Regions from separate parts of the Gossypium hirsutum genome. Here region 1 is linked to region 2. A link is a contact called in public Hi-C data. All regions are on one chromosome and are shown on one strand. Each heading gives the region's core, a stretch centred on a gene start, on an enhancer-like site or on the middle of the called end of the contact. The rest is flanking DNA. Distances are from core to core; before and after follow the strand shown.

Region 1 (2,700 bases), core at 73-2,572, 240 kb before region 2:
AAAATAAATCGAGTTGAGAAAAGAATATTCGAACTGACTATACTTTACAAAAATAAATACTATATTCGTATATACATTTTGATAGGGAAATATATTTAATTTTCTTTAACTTGTTTACTTTGTAATTTATTTCACTAATCTGTTTAGGTGTAAATAACTTTGAATTGTTTAAATTTCTAGTTAGAGTTATATATTTAGGCAAATCTTCCTAGTGTCAATGCATCGATCCAATCTCGTGTCTTAAGCCGGCTCAAGTGCGTGTTCTTTCTTTGCATGTTTAGTTCTTGTTTTTCAATTTTAGTTTAGTTTTTATTTTGGGTAGTTTGCTTGAAGACAAGTTAAGACTTAAGTGTAGGGGTATTTGACTTGTCGTCAAGTATAGTAGTTAATTACAGTCAATTTCGCACTTAAAGAGCTTGTCTTCTATGGAAATTATGATTTTATATTTCGTTTTCGGTAATTAGGCCTTAGGATTAAAAGTTAATAAAATAAGTATTTTTCAACACATTTTGTAGGTGTTGTGACCCAATAGGCCGACATGGGCCTTAGGTTGTGTTAATATTGTTTAATTGAGTATGTAGGATGAAGATATAAAGACCCAATTGATGTGGAAGCAAGGGATGAGTGACTCACCAAGCCAACTTCAAGGTGCCGTTAAGTTTAACAAGGTCATTATGTTTCGGATGGCCAAGGTGTGGATGCAGTTTATTTGCACTAGTCTCATGCCGACTTATAACGTGCCTGATGTTACCACCTATCGAGCGGTTATGCTTTACTCAATTTTGCATAGAGATGAAATTTACATAGGCCACTGGATATACGATGAGATGTTCAATTGCATGCGACATCAAAAATAGAGTATGTACTTCCCACATCTGATCAGTTTCATATGTCGCCATGCTGACGTCCCCATGTCACCAATCAAGCTATTTACAAGACCCGCCTGGAGCGTGATTGGGGATAACTTATACGACCAGTTTATTGAGCTTTAGTGCAAGCAGAATCGTGATATCAGAGACAAACCTCACGGATATACCGATATCAGAGTGGCAGACCTATTAGATGTTGGACATGAGAGACATTTTGATCCGTATTGTGAAACAGAATGGATGGCCCACAGCAGTGCCACTCCCTGCATGTTCGAGAGGTTCCCACCACCAGCCCAAGAGGGTGACGATGATGATAAGGAAGATGAGGACGAAATGGAGGACATCCTTATCGTACCATCAAACTATGAGCAGGTATGTCACCTAGATCGCTCATCGATGAGAGGCATGGTGATCCACCACCCGAGCCAACATAGCCCAGCCTAAACTTCGAGAAGGTGGGCAACGAAAGCATCAGCGAGACGCGATAGAGGCAAGGGCCAGATGATAGAGGAGTCAGTATCTAAGTCTGACTAATGTTGAAAATTTATATATTTGGATTTTTGTATATTTTTATTAGATGATGGAGGAGTCAGTTTCTAAGTCTGACTTAGAATTTTCAATATATATGTTTCTGTGCATTTATTTCTCTTTGTAGGAACCCCACAAATTTTGTCGACACTACAATTGTGAGCTAAAACTAAAAAGAGGAATAATGCTACAAATTACGATGCACTTACCACACGAATCGGGTAACATCTTTCTCTTACAATTTTAGTTTCACACCAAATAAAGTGTAGGGGGTGACGTAAGAAGATTTTAAAAAGTTTCTTTTTAGTTATTTTCTTTTCCTTGTTTTTATTTTTTAATTTTCCTTTTAATTGCATGTTTGTGCTTGAAATTTGTAGAAATACAAGTGATTGGTTAGGAGAATATACCTAGGTAGTTTGTTTAAATTGTAAATTTAGACTAATTAAATAGTTTAGGTTATTTTTATTTAGACTAATTAGTTCATTTTATTACACTGTAAATAGGTAAAAGAGATTAAATGTACCAAGTGATAAAGGTAGATATGCATAGGTAATTATATTTGTAGAAATACAGGAGGCTCAAATTAAATAGAAAATACTCGGTAAAATCAATGGTTATTAAAAAAGTGCGGTATGACTAGTATAACCCTTATAAGAAGTGCCCGAGAAAAATCTCTAGTATGTTGGCACGTAAAAAAAATGTAATAAGGGTTATCATTGAAATATTACTGCATTAGAGTTCAAAGAATGGATAAAAATAAATCGAGTGGAGAAAAGAATATTTGAACTGACTATACTTTACAAAAATAAATCCTATATTCGTATATACATTTTGATAGGGAAATATATTTAATTTTCTTTAACTTGTTTACTTTGTAATTTATTTCACTAGTCTGTTTAGGTGTAAATAACTTTGAATTGTTTAAATTTCTAGTTAGAGTTATATATTTAAGCAAATCTTCCTAGTGTCAATGCTTCGATCCAATCTTGTGTATTAAGCCGGCTCAAGTACATGTTTTTTCTTCGCATGTTTATTTATTATTTTTCAGTTTTAGTTTAGTTTAGTTTAGTTTAGTTTTTATTTTGGGTAGTTTGCTTGAAGACAAGTAAAGACTTAAGTGAAGGGGTATTTGACTTGTCATCAAGTATAGTAGTTAATTACGATCAATTTCGCATTTAAAGAGCTTGTCTTCTATGGAAATTAGGATTTTATATTTCGTTTTCGGTAATTAGGCCTTAGAATTAAAAGTTAATAAAATAAGTATTTTTCAACACATTTTGTAGGTGTTGTAACCCAATAGGCT
Region 2 (2,909 bases), core at 272-2,771:
CAAATAGCCCAGACTGTGTGGTCCACACGATCTGGCACATGGTCGTGTGTCTCACACGGTCTGCCACATAGCTTGGCACACGGCCGTGTGACGTCGACAGAATGCATTTCGGCTTTTCACTGTTCGCTATTTTTTTCGAGTTTTTCATTACACGCCTAGTCATTTTTCGATGTGAACGCAATCGTGAAAATTCCAATACCTAAATCGCCATTCCAAAAAGAATTAATAAGCAAGTCTCGCACTAAATCCGTCCACTAACTCGAACGCAACCAATCCATTAATACGAACTAACAAAACTAGCCCTTAATTAACACTTTCATCACTTACCTTTTGCAAAACAATAGCCAATAGAAGTTCAATTCACTGGAGGATCCAAAAATTCACGTTCCCCGCCTAACCAACATTACAAAATAACCGTTAATTTCAACGTCACAACGATATAAAACACTCAAAGCAAACATACGAAGAATTACCCACGACGAACTTACAAATCTAATTCTGAAATACTTACCACACACAGTCGTCATAAATTAATTGGCAAAGAGGCAACAAAATCGAGAATAACAAGAACAAGAAGGAAGATCAAAGAAAAAAGCTAAATGAAATAGGGAGGGCGACAGAAGAAGAAATTAACAAAGAAAAAAAGGAAAAAACATGAAATTGATACAAAAACACAAAAAAAAAACGCGAAGAGTGAAGGGAGAGTGGAGAGTGGAGAGTTGGACGGTTGAGGGAGAAAATTTAGGGGAAAATACGTCACCACTATTTTTTTACAACTACCCCACTAACTCCTATCATTATCCACATCAGATTTTTCCCAGAGTTTAAAACATACGCGAGAAAAACCTTACCACTAAATCAACAAACTTATTCTTTTCAAAACTTGTGCGGGAATTAAATTTAAGTCAAATATCTAAAGATAGAGATAGGAACAAAAATTCCAAAGAAAATGATTTGAACACAAGACCTCAAGCACACAACTAAATACTTAATCACTAAACCAGATCAATTTACATAATAACATTTTCACAATCCTAACTCAAAATTAAGATGTAACCACTCTTGATTTCATAAACCTAATTTTTTCTAACCCGATTTTTGGGATATTACAGATTATATCTATAAATGTATGCATAATATAGAAGTACATAGAGTTTAACAGAATTTTTAATTGCTACCGTTTAGACTAGACCTATCCATGGGCCAGGCGGCCCAGCCCGACGGCCCGCCCAAAATATGGGAGGGTTCGGGTAAAAATATAGGCCCGAAATATGGGCTTGGGCAAAAAAATGAGGCCGTTTAAAAAATGGGCCGGGCTCGGACTCAACTTTTTTGGCCCAAGCCCGGCCCGACCCGGCCCGAATATAATAAATATTTTTTTTTTATTTTTTAATTTTAAAATACTTTAAATATATATTTTTTATTTTTTTTATTTTTAAAATATTTTTTTTGTGTTTATTAAAAATCGGGTGGGTCGGGTCGGGCCGGGCCGGGCCTAAGAGTCGGGCCAAAATTTTTTCCGGGCCCGGCCCAAACCCGGCCCATGGACAGATATAGTTTAGACTCTATGACTGAAATCTGAAAAGCAATAGAAGAAATTGAAGTTAATTGTTTGATATGAATTACATTTGTTGTTGACATGCATATGTACAAGTGTTTGGGTGGGGCCATTTAATAACTTGTTTAAATAGATCCAAACCAAGTAACTGAAACAAGTACCAACATCCTTCACATTCTTCTCCTTTTGCTTGCTCTGTCTTCTTTTCAATTTTCAAAGCAATTTAATTCTCACTTACAATGACAGATAATTGTACGTAAATAAGCCACCTTTTTATTTTCTTTTTTAATCCAAGTCCACGATAGAATCATTTTTTACATACAAGCGATGTCCGACGCTCCATTTCCATCGGCCCTCAACAAGCCACCCGGATACAATGACCCTAACTCGCCCGCTGGGTTTAAACCGCCGCCGCGAAAGCCGGTTCTTCCGCCATCTTTCCGGCCCAAGAAAAAGAAGGGCAGTGTTTGTTGCTGCTGTTTCTGCATCTCTTTCTCGATCTTGATTGCCCTGATCATCATCTTCGCCGCCGTTTTCTACTTTTCGGTCAACCCCAAATTACCACGCTTCCACGTCCGGTCATTCCAAATCCCCCGCTTCAACGTCACAGAAACACCCGACGGTACCTACCTCGACGCCACGACGATGACGGTAATGGAAGTGAGGAATCCCAACGGGAAGATGACGTATTATTACGGCGATACGGCGGTCGACATCAGCGTCGGAGAAGGCGAGGACGAGACTGAGCTCGGGACGGCGAAGGTGCCCAAGTTCACGTCGAGGAAACAAAACACGACTAGCTTGAAAGTGGAGACGAAGGCGAGCAACAAGCAGGTGGATAATACGTTGGCGAATAGGCTTCTGAGTGGGTACAAATCGAAGAGTTTGGCGGTGAACGTGGCGGCTCGGACGAAAGTTGGAGTGGGTGTGGCGGGGTTGAAGACTGGCATGTTGGGGGTTACCGTTAAGTGTAAAGGAATCACCATGAAACAGCTCGACGGTGATGATATGCCTAACTGCCTCATCCACACCTTAAGATGGTAAACACGACGTTAAACTCTTCCATTTTCATTATTTTTAAGGTCAAATTGTGGTCTCCATCCCTCTACTAAGTTTAAATTGGATATTTAGTACCTATTTTAATTTTACATAATTGGTTGCTTTTCTTTTATAATAGGGATAATATAAAACTGGGCCCCTGAACTTATTCATTTCTACCTAGCTAGTTCCTAAATTTTTTTGGATATTCTATCAATCAAGTTGGTATCTCTGCACCAACACTATTAATTTGTGTTAATTGTGACATTGCTAGCGGATCGAATGGTGCCACATAGCACCCTCCCAAAATGTC

The links. Hi-C and Micro-C count contacts between places; a contact is called where the count stands out from the background.
Region 1: a contact with region 2 is called in a Hi-C map of leaf, with 5 times the contacts expected there. The contact joins the enhancer-like site here to the promoter of LOC107900936 in region 2. A contact is called at or near these places in 7 of 34 Hi-C or Micro-C datasets (hypocotyl, leaf and seedling).

The regions. Positions count from the first base shown.
Region 1 is chrD08:49,531,214-49,533,913 of Gossypium_hirsutum_v2.1, forward strand. No RefSeq gene overlaps it. Among protein-coding and RNA genes, the nearest start is that of LOC107900942, 24 kb to the left of the region's middle. Within about 2 kb of position 1,323, at least 3 of the 9 cell types and tissues checked have an H3K27ac peak or open chromatin away from gene starts, as enhancers often do. A contact at or near this core is called in leaf, where this site is marked.
Region 2 is chrD08:49,773,975-49,776,883 of Gossypium_hirsutum_v2.1, forward strand. LOC107900936 (NDR1/HIN1-like protein 6) reads left to right here and starts at 1,522. Exons shown (of 2, transcript XM_016826727.2): 1 at 1,522-2,598. The coding sequence starts at 1,886.